2 separate regions of the Oryzias latipes genome follow, and region 2 is linked to region 1. Evidence: chromatin contacts called from public Hi-C data. All regions are on one chromosome and are shown on one strand. The core of a region is the stretch at or near the end of the contact, and the rest is flanking DNA. Distances in the headings are between cores, read along the strand shown. Region 1 has its middle 3.0 kb from the start of LOC101173561. Region 2 has its middle 28 kb from the start of LOC105355165.

Region 1 (5,544 bases), core at 2,323-4,822:
ACAAACATTAAAACCAAACAGCTGAATGATGAAATAATTCTGAAGTTAGTCACTGTTGTATTCATTTATTGACATAAAAGTATAAGACTTGGTGGAATGATTTTTTGTTTCTGACTGACAAAGGTTTCCTTCAGCCAGCGTGGTAAAAATACAAACACTTTTTTTCCTTCTTTCTCTTTTTTCAGTGTTACTTTCTAGTTAAAGCCTCACTTTTGAACAGAAAGTTGCAACAAAAAAAATGATGTGTGCGTTTGGTGGTGCGTGTGTAATTGCACCAGTGTGCGTATTTGCATGTCTTTCTTTTGGTTTCAGATTCAAAGTTGCTCCCTGTCTCAACTGGAAGTCTGATTCAGGCTTTAGTCAGTGAAACAGAAGTTTCCAGAAGTGGTGACTCAGGGTCACGTTACACAAATAAAAGTTATCAAAGTTCAGCTACATTTGTCAATGCATCGTCAGCATAGAATTATTTTCATTTTTGTTGGGGGTTTGCACTATTCAGACCTTTTTATTCAGAGAAAGTGCTTAAAAACCCTCTAGATATTTGTTTCTATTAAAGTTACAATAACGTTGTTTTTGTGCTGTTTCTAACAAGAAGTTTTAAGGAATAATTCAGTTAACTTAACCTTTGTCAGCTATCATGAACTTTTCCGAGTTATTTAGTAAAGTTGTCATCTTTTAAAAACCCAATAAAGATCCAATAAAAGTGATATTTTTGGTGGTTTAATATTTTCTTGTAGCGTTTTTTTTGATGATGTAGAACAAATAAAAACAATTCAGCTGAAAACTATGTTTCTGAGTATTTCTTTATTCTGATTGTGGGGCAGATGAGAATGATGCTGTTTAAAAAAGCTCTCTGTTGTGATGTAGAAACTGAAATACTAGGGCCAAAGTCTTCCTGCTCTGCTCCATTGTGATCATCCACTGTCAAACTAACAGATCCATGAACGTCTTAGTTTTCTTCGTCTGAGCTGGAATCTGGATCTGAACTACGGCTGGATAGATCTGACATTGATCGCCACTTTGTTACACCGCTAATGTTAGGTTGGGGTTGTGAGGGTATGCTAGAGGGAGAGAGTGTAAACAAAGGGTTGATGGGAAATCAACAACCCCGCCCACAATTCAGAGGCAATTTTCTGATGAACTCCTGCTGCTCTGCAGAAACTATGTCCTAGAAAATGACACAGGTTTTTTTTTTTTATTTAGGCTTTTATTTATTCCAGATCACCGTATTAGCCTTAATTGTTATTATTCTCTTATGCTTTCCACTTTTTCCAGCTGATTAAGCACTTTGCAAATTAACTTGGAAGTATTCCCATGAGCCTTGTAAACATCCCAGCCAGCAAGGCCAAGTGGGCTCCATGTGGTTTAACAGTGGGCAGAAAATGTGGGTCCTGAGTTGGTTTGTCTGCATTTGCCGTGGTGGCCCCACCTGTGTTTGCCCACATTAGCTTAAGTGGCCACTCCGTGGGCTGGCGCGCTATGCTAGCCAGCTGCCTGGTGGACAGCACAGCGAGCGGCGCCGCCCAGGGTCTGGCAGAGCTCGCTACACTGTGCACCGGGCGTAAGCCAATGTGGGCAAACACAGGTGGGGCCATCACGGAAAATGCAGACAAACCCATTCGGGGTCCACATTTTCTGCCCACTTTTAACCCATATGGGGCCCACTTGGCCTTGCTGGCTGGGATCCAGTGAAGTTTTTTGTAAAATTCCAGCAATTCCAGTTCTCACACATGAATTCAGGAACCGCCTTTCTGGTTTCATCTGTGTTCATCACCAAGAAAACCACAAATCTTCATCTGAACCCAAACAGACACAACTCTAGAGTATTTAAGGTAACTGGTTTACATGCCAATTATCAGAGAATGTTACAATGAACAGCCCTGACATCACGCTCACAGTTCCTCTGGAAAAACTGCAACCTGCATAACGGATGCAATGATCCAGCACATGAACTGCTACTGAAGGTTCAGGTGAAAAGTTCAGTCTGCAGACGCAGCACACTCATCCCCGTCTGAAACCATCTAAACGTCAGTCAAAAGGTCTGTCATAACAACAACAGAGAATGAAGCTCTGCGCCGTTGTCCGGTCTGTGAGACGCCCATAACGGGGAGGCCAGCCCTGTGCTGGGCTGACACTGTGTGGAGCCATCTCTATGAGTGGATTTGTTGTTTATCTTTGGCTGTCAACAACATGCCAGGAGCGAAATATGTCAATGTGATGATCATGCACATTCCATCTGATCTTCTTCCTCCACGCTTCACCTTTAACACAGCCACTCATGCTACAAATTTAAGTTACGCCCAGAAAAGACTTCAGTGTTCAGAAATCCAAACTGATTTAACTGCAGCCAATCAGTGTAATTGATTTAGCAAGACTTAGGGAACGGTGAAATGTGTGTCAGCAGCCAACAGTGGCCCTCATTAACTTCAGTCTTCAAATAAAGCTAAAAAACTATCTAAAAAAGGTAGTGATGCTCTACAGCCTGATGAACAAACCTATTACTGCCCAACGCTCAGTTAATCACCTTCATTTAATTCTGCATGTATGCAGGAAAAGGACATGTCTGATTTAACACATGGGCTGTAACTAAATCAGCTGCAAAGGTCCTGCAAAGGCAAGTTTAGTCCTCATCAGGGTCTTTTTTTCCAAAACTTTCAATATTTTTATTTTATTATTTAAAAAAGAGAATCTTTGAAGGAATAAAAAAACAGAAAATTGTGATCACTCTCTCAGGTTGAATGTTTTCATGATTTTTATAAATATATTCATGACAGAAAAGTTTGAATCAAGGCTCAGAGAAGTTTTTTTGAGTTAATTGCCTGTTTGAGGCTGAGAATCTGTGTTTAGCTGTCAGCTAAGCCTTTTTTTTGGAAATGTATTTTGTTTGTGTCTGACTGTCTGATGTGTTTGGGTCTTTCTTGTGTTTTTCATCTACAGCTCATGGCAGGACATTTTTTCTTGATTAAATGCTTAATCGTAGATTTCATGGTTTCATCACCAGAGGCAAATCATTCAGACCCCAGAATCTATTGCACATCATTGACTCTCCAGGACCTGACTTAAGGGTTAATCCATGTTACTGTTCAGTGCCTGAGATGTGCTGCCCTTACGTTTAGCCTCTAGAGTTTTTCTTCAGCCTCTCTTTTGTTGTTTCATGGAGAAAACAACACTTCCTCATTCAAGAATTAGGCTGCATCCATCCAGCTGGCCATGTTAACGTCATGATAATGTGTCCTCTGTGTGCTCAGGGATGCCAGGCACGCAGGCTCTCCCGTCTCCTCAAGCCATCTTCTCCTGTGAATGGGCTTCTTCACGAGGCCTGAGGTAGCTGGGTGCTGAGGGGGGTGCATGGCAGCAGGAGAAGTGTCATCAGGGTTAAGTGTGGTATCAAGCGTCCCTTTCTTCTCTCCTCAGCCCCAGCACCGTGACTGAGGCCGGAGGATCTCCTCCACATGCACACGTTTCCGTGCACGATGAGCTGCACACGTTGACCTCACAGGAAGAGGGGTCACAGCAGCACACGAGAGGCTCAAAGAAAGAAAGGCTCTGCCACCTCCTCCACCCATGGTCACGGTGTGACGGCGTCAGCTGAAGCAAAGGGGGGGGTAGTCTGTGTCTGTGTCTGTGTCTCAGAGACAGTTTGGGGTGGGGGGAATCAGACCCATGAATGATAGAGAAAGGTGTGGCAGGAGAGAAAGAATCAACTCTGGGTTCTACACCTCTGTGTCATGCATGGAACTGGAACTCTGGGTTCTGCACCTCTGTGTTATGCATGGAACTGGAACTCTGGGTTCTGATGTACGGTGGCTTTCGTTTCTCATTTCTCCTGTCTGTCAGGCTACGCAGCACGGTTACATAATGAGGGGCATTCAGGTTCCTCCTGGGGAAACCACCTCGCTCTCGCACGTGAAAAAGAAGGTGCTTTCCAGGATGGGTTTTCACTGGTTTACAAGAGGAGCTGAAAGTATGATGTCATGTGTGCAAAGGTAACAGCTGATGGTTGTCAAGGCGATTATAGAGAGGAGAGCAGTTTATTGTCAGGTGTGTGCGGGTTGATCTTGTCAGTTGTTTAAGGCTGAATGTGTGTTTTCTATAACAAGACATTTGTCAAGAACTCACATGAAGTCTAAAAGTGGAACTTGAACCAGCAAGTTCCCTTCTGATTCGGCTCAAATTGGAGAATCCTCAGCTCTCACTGGGTCATGTGGGGCAGCCTCAGGGGGCCTTCCTGTTGCCCTGACCCACTAACACTCTTTGATCCTATGATCTCAGGGTTACCTGCCCAGCGCCTTTCATCCCACGATAGTCGTCATTTATTTCTTACTTCAGCAGATTCTCAGTGGACCCCCCCTCCCCCCATTCTCCCTTTATCCTGCAACAGTCAATGAAGCTTAGTGTATTCGTGGATGCTGAGCACGCTCTCCCAAAGAGTCCATTGTTTGGTGGTTGTCAGCCTATGGATGAGCATCACAAGTCTGGCTGGAAGGTAAAGAAGTGGAAGTGTGTGAAGACACAGAAGGCTGAGGAGCGCATCAGCACAGACCAAATGTGCTGAGAGTTCATGGATGTTTCAGTCTCCTCCACCATACGGTTGATGTAAAACACAAAAAAATGAACAGAGCATCAGCTAATCTGATCTAAGTCCGACCTCTCTGCTGTCAGTTAGGCCTGAAGGCTAGCCGGGTCATTTCCAGGATCATTTCCAGATAATAGACAGCACATGGCTCAGCCTTTGAGCTGACAGATGTCAAAGCTGGACAAATAGAGAGGAGACCAATGAAAATAATCATCAGTAGCTTTGAGCTGGCTTGGTTATGAGGTGTGTCAGGGGTCGGGGTTGGGAGGTGGGGGGGGGGGGTTTGGACAACAAAAACAGGAGGAAATGGGAGAGGGAGGACTGTGCGGCACTAAAGTTCTGGCAAAAGCAGCTAAGTAGGTCGCATGAACATGTTATTTGGATGATGACGATAGAAAGTGTTTGGGGCTTTCCGTCTGTCGTTCTACTATTACAGGAACCACTTTCACTTTCACTTCAGTGTCATCTCATTACCGACTGATTTGTGATCAGAGAGGCGGAATCGGGGTGGGATGTGGTGGGGTCTGGGTGTATCCATCATCCAACTTTTCCAGGGAATGTGTGAAGTTTGTTTACATTTTCTTTACCTTAAGTCGTGCCCCCCACCCCCACCCCCCCAGGTTTGAGTATCCCATCATCGTCCGGTTTTTCAGTTTCACAACTTTCACTTTTCAGGTTTTGCTTTTTGTCTTGGTTGAAACAACATGAAGTTTTTTTTCCCCACAGACCTCCCATTCTGCTCTTCTCAACACACACTCAGACACACACATGCACTTTCACACCCACACGCATTTGTACACAAAGACACACATGCAGGACCTGGAAATAGTGTCAGCCCAGTATAAATCCCTTTTGACACATGAGCATGGCATTGAGCTTATTACCATGACAACAGTTTTTACTACATAACAACACAGTGACAATGCTTACACAGTATGACACAACAAGGTACACATTTTGTTGTTCAT
Region 2 (5,590 bases), core at 66-2,565, 71 kb after region 1:
ACTAGGGCAGCGCAAAAGAGCCGCATGCATGTCATGGTGGAGAGGTTCAGTCTGACTGTTTAAGGGTGTGGCCGGGTGTCTTTATACAGATGACCAGTTCCAACAGGTGACGTTAACACAGGAAGTGAGTGGAGGATAACAGGTGAGATACAGAATTCTTGATTAATTGTAAATCCTTATTTCTGCTCCACTACACAAATCAATTCTTTAAAAATCTGTGATTTCCTGCATGCATTTTATTCTTTCTGTCTTTAACAGATGAAATGTTCCTAAGATGAACGTCAGAGACCAAATTTCTCATTTTGAGTAAGACGACCTGTGAATTGTTTATTTTTTGCCCTCCCCCTATTTGCTCACTTAAGTGTGTAACGATTCAAGAGTTTGGGATTCTCTACTGATTCTTTCAGAATCTTTGTGCAAAAATCCATAATTATTACTACTTACCAAACTTTACAGGTTAAACGTTTCAAACTGGATGTTATAAATTAGATGTTTGGTCTTTAGCTACACTTTTTGTGGAGATCAACATCGTTTTGGTCTGGGCTTCTTGGTTTCTTATCGTTATTTACGGCAGGTTTAGTGTTTTTATTGTGACACTTTCAGCATCACAGCTGTGTGTTTGTGACTAAACCATCTGAGTCGTCGTCCCTAAGGCTTTGTGTACTGGGTTTGTCTTGAGCATAACCATCGGTCATGATGACATTTTCAGATCGAAGGATAAAGAAATCGTGTAAGGCTCTCTCTGAGTGTCTAAGTAAACAGAGCAGTAATTAAAAAGTTACCTAAATGCTCTAAAAATGTTGTTTCTCAGCAAAACATCAGGAAGTTCTGTCTGAAACAGCCTGCAAGTTCAGGAACTGAATGGACCTAAGTGGATATGAATGAAGATTTCTTTTGCTGATTTACTTGTTTATTGTCTCTCCTCAGCCTCAGAAATAGTCCTAAAGTCTCCTTTCTGCTGATTTAAGCTGATTGATTCCAAGTCTGGTTTAAAAAACGTGTGCTAAATTAGCTTTTACATTCATTTCATATGTAAATTCTCCACCAGATGAGGCCGTCTGCTGGGTGTCGTCTGAATGGAATGACAGAAGCATTTCCACCAGAGTGACACACAAAACCACCAACAAACGATCACTTTAATGAATGCAAATTCATTATGTGGTCTTCAGAAAAAAGGCCTGTGCTTGTGTCATAACGCCACACTATAGTATTTTCATAAATCAACACACATCCCACGCGTACAATAGAGGGCCTGAGCACCCCCTGCCCCCCGTGGCTGATGGAGTAGCGACCAGCGGCTGAAGGCAGCGGAGAATCGAGCTCTGTGGCGACCAACAGGCAGGCATTGTTTACAGCTGACTGTAACAATAGCAGCTCTGTCAGAGGGATCATCTGTTTTCCTGGCTAGTTGGCCTGTTAATACGGCTACTTATGCTGCATGAATGGACAAACAAACAGGCGAACGGACAAACAAGTAGGTTGGGGTGGTCATGTGTCACAGCACAGAGCCAGCACCACACACAGTTGGTGTCGATCTGGACCACTTCATCAGAACATAGTTTAAAGGTGTTTGGTTGCAGTGAGCGTTCTATTTTACTGTCAGTGTCATGATTAATAATTTAAGCCTTATGATGACGAAACTGAAGAGAGGGAATGAAAGAGCCGGAGAGGAAGACAGAAACAGAATGAGCACACGTCCAACGTTTTCCAGGTCAGCCCAAAAGCCCCGGGCCACACTCGCCGTTCTGTTGCTGTTTTCCTCCCCTGTTTTTTCCTCCTCTCATTCTACCTCTCTTCCTCCCAGGGCCAACGTCAGGCTGCAACAGGATTCAGCCGTTCCCACAGAGACTGAAGAGACGGGGCTGCCATGGCAACCGTGGATTGCTTGCTAGACCGAAGAGCCACTTCATCTTTCTGTCTCTGCTTTTCGTTCCTTCGTACCACTCCACCTCTCACTCTTTTTTTCTCCTCTGTCAGTGCCAATGTATTCCGTCTTTGATCAAACTTTTTTTGTAACTTACTCCTGCATCCCAACCTACACGTGCCACTCCGCTCATCCTCCTCCGAATCGCTTCCACGCCAAAAGAACACAACCAGGAGGAGTAATGAACTGTCTCACCGTGCAGCACTTCTCCCAGTGAGGAGGCCACTTTGACTCTGCACAGCTAATGTCATCACCAAGTGCTTCAGAAGAGGAAAACATTTGAATCAAATCACCAAGCTCAGTGCACTCTCTCAATTAATTCAGCAGAGCAAAGCAGAGGTACCAGGAAAGGTTGGAGTCTGCAGGAAATGGCACTCGTGGGGTTTTTAATAACTGGAGAAACATGATCTCTCAGTGATCTAAACTACTTCAGCATGTGTGGCCAATCAAACACCACCTACGCTTAAGGAGTCACTTTTGTTTTACTGATAATGAAGCAGGGATTGGTTTGGAGGGTGGTAGGTGTTGGTTATGTCGATGCTCAGCTTCTAAATGTGCTCTCAGGATTTTCTTCTTTCAGAGTAGATTCTGGCAGCTCTGTTATTCTTTATTTGAAAAGGGCTGCCTGAGAATTTAGTATGAGAACTGAAGTTGGTCAGGGCAAAGGAGAGAATGCCAGGTTGAAAGCAATCATGCACAGCGGAGAGCAGGTCACACCTCCGAAACTGGCTCTATAAACAAATTTCCTGTGCATGTAGCAACCACAGGGGCTGCTGTGGAAAGTTCAGTGAGGAGCACAAAGGCTGAAGCCTGTCAGACCTGACATCCTGTAGATACATTCAGAGAAATCATAATTCTGAGCAGCTTTTGTCATCCACAGTGTCCCATTAGAGGCAGATCAGTACTCTGGAGGGCAGTGGAAGATCACCTGTAAGGACACAGGACAAGTCGATCTGTTTGTCACACCTGTCCTTCGTAAACCTGCACTGACAGTAATTACAGTTTTAAAGAAACCATATGAAACGTTTGCTGGAATTAAGTTCATGTCTTCGTTTGAACTGTTTTGTCACGTTTATGGGCGTGTTGGCTGCACGGGGCACATTAGAGTTAACCCTATCTCTATTTGCTCTGCATGTAGGCAGAAGTTTCACCTGAAGATGCAGAAAAGAACCAAACTATTGTGCTGGTTGCAAAATAAATATGATGACAATTAAAAGCTGTTAAAAATAATGCAATGTCATCTGGAAGTTGATTTATGGCATCTGGAATTCTCGTCTTGAAACTTTGTGCTGCTCATCCGAGTGGCTTCATCGGTTAGATTGATGAAGATGATGACTCATCTTCAAGACATCATGTGGATGAATGAGAATTTTCATCATCGCTTGTAATATGTCCTGAATGATAAAGTTCAGGATCACAGACTGAATCCAGTCATGTTTTTTGCTTTTGTGATCGCTGCCTGTTTTCTTTGGTGTTCACAGTCGGAGCTTGTTTCAGGCAACAAGTCTCTCACCCAACATGCAGATGTTTCAGCTGCAGGTTCCAGTCTGCAGGACCGTGTGAAAGCACATTTAGGACTTTGTCCAGAGCTGAAAAGACAAACTTTATTTGTAACAAAGATTCATTTATCCAGACTCTTCACTAACAAATACTCTGCTGCCATTCACTGCAGATTTACAGCAAAGATAGTTTGTGGCACATTGGAATGTTGTAGATTCAGCACATCATCTGTTGTTTTTTTTTTAAATATTCCAGTGGGAACCAAGACTTTTTGAAACAGGGCAACAACCAGCAGAAAGCCTCATGATTGACAGTGAGCTTGATCTGCAGAGTAAGAGTCCATGAAAGTCTGTCTGCCTGCCCTCCCTGCAGCAAGCACTTCCTCAATGAGAGCACAGGAAGTTTCAGTAAAAGTATTTTTGAGACCTGCTGTGTCCTCAGTGACAAAAAAGAGCCTTTTAGTAAACACAAATCATGAAAGTTGTCTGGTTTCATCACATTCTTCATCTTCTCACTCCACGCAGTCTATCTGACTATTCTTTTCTTCTTTCTTCCGAGTTTGCTGTTTTATTTCTGAGGTGTTTGTCTTTGAATCCTTCCACCATCCAGCATGACTTACTTTTCTCCCCTCATGCATCAAAAGTCATTTACAGCCTGAGGGCCTGGAAGCAAATGGTTAGGTTTGACGTTTGCACGCCTGAACTCGACACATATAAGGTCATCCAAAGGAGCTTTTGGTGAAAATGCACGCAGCAGCAGGAGTGTGGTCTTATTGATTATTTATATGGCTGCCAGGGACGGCCATGTTCAAGCCGTGGAAGAGAGAGATGAAGAAAAATGACAAACAGCTGGATGATAAATTCTCAAGCTCATCCATCAAGCCTGCCACTTTGCCTTCACTGGAAGCCAGAGTTCTTCATGGTGCTAACCACTACACCACCATGCACATATTTTTGTAATATTTTCCTTTACATATACAAGTTTTTTAACTGTTAGATGACCTACTTAACTTTTCTTCCTGCTAACATAATGCAAAAAATGAATGATACTAACTGAACACAGTTACTAAGGGCCATAAAATGTACCCTAGCAACAGCCGATTCCCAAAACCACATACCAGTAGATTGGATTGTAAACAATAAAGGCAACATTTTGGTAGAAGATCCATGACATGTCTGCCCATAACATATTTCACCATAATGAGATGCAGAATTTTAGTTAGTAAAGTGATGAAGTGTGTTCTTTGTGAACGCATCAATCTCTAAAACTCCTTATTTTAAGAGTATAAATGAAAAGGTTAACCCTGTCAGTGAAAAAACAATAATAGAAACGCAGGTATGCATTGCCATGGCTCTCTGTTTACCCACATTCTTAGAGCAAACAAATACCAACACATGAAACAGCCTCCTGCTAGGCATCTAAATAAAAATACGACCACCATACCGGATGTGCATCATTGGTTGTCATAGCCACAGAGAGATTCTTCAGAGTTGCCAAGGCAACAGCTTGGGGACTCTTTTCCAGCCAAACCTCCATCTGGGGAGAAAATAGTGGATGGACATGGAAGATGAATGTTTACGTGATTTTCAATGCTCCTTTGGAGCGCATGTCTGCTCACGGGATCTGAATGAAAGTCACAAGAGGACAGGTTGTGAGCCGCAACAGGGAAGACTCACCCGCAAAGATAAGGATGTGAAAGTTGGAATTCACAGCAGGAATGTTGGGTGCGTTGGAGGATGTGTGTGCACGAGCATGAAGAGACTCATCCAACAGCCTGGTGATGTTTTCAGCTCTACACGTCAAACCCAGAGCCTCTGAGAGTGATGTGGACCTGAGCTGGGAAGGCAAAAGTAGGATCCTGTTACCATGACAACGCAGTCAGCTTTCTGTTAGAGCACTTATCTTTGGTTTTCCAATCACAACCAGCACTACCTATGTAATAAGTGTGTTTTTTGTGCACCGAGTACATATGAATTATGAGAACTTATGATATATTTTGCTTCGGTTAACATTCAAGAGCTTTTTATTGTCAAATAAAAAGAGCCATGACATAGAGCCATAATAGTTTACATTTATTCTTCACTTCGTCTCTGCTCCCCATCATCCTTCGTCTGTCTCACCTTCCTGGTTTCTGCCTTGTTTCTTGCCCTATTTTCATACTCTAAT

What was found. A called contact is a pair of places that touch in the nucleus more often than the background predicts.
Region 2: a Hi-C map of embryo shows a contact between it and region 1, with 2.0 times the contacts expected there. The contact joins two enhancer-like sites. A contact is called at or near these places in 2 of 5 Hi-C or Micro-C datasets (both in embryo).

The regions. Positions count from the first base shown.
Region 1 is chr11:26,665,994-26,671,537 of ASM223467v1, forward strand. No RefSeq gene overlaps it. Among protein-coding and RNA genes, the nearest start is that of LOC101173561, 3.0 kb to the left of the region's middle. Within about 2 kb of position 3,573, at least 3 of the 8 cell types and tissues checked have an H3K27ac peak or open chromatin away from gene starts, as enhancers often do. A contact at or near this core is called in embryo, where this site is marked.
Region 2 is chr11:26,739,401-26,744,990 of ASM223467v1, forward strand. No RefSeq gene overlaps it. Among protein-coding and RNA genes, the nearest start is that of LOC105355165, 28 kb to the right of the region's middle. Within about 2 kb of position 1,316, at least 2 of the 8 cell types and tissues checked have an H3K27ac peak or open chromatin away from gene starts, as enhancers often do. A contact at or near this core is called in embryo, where this site is marked.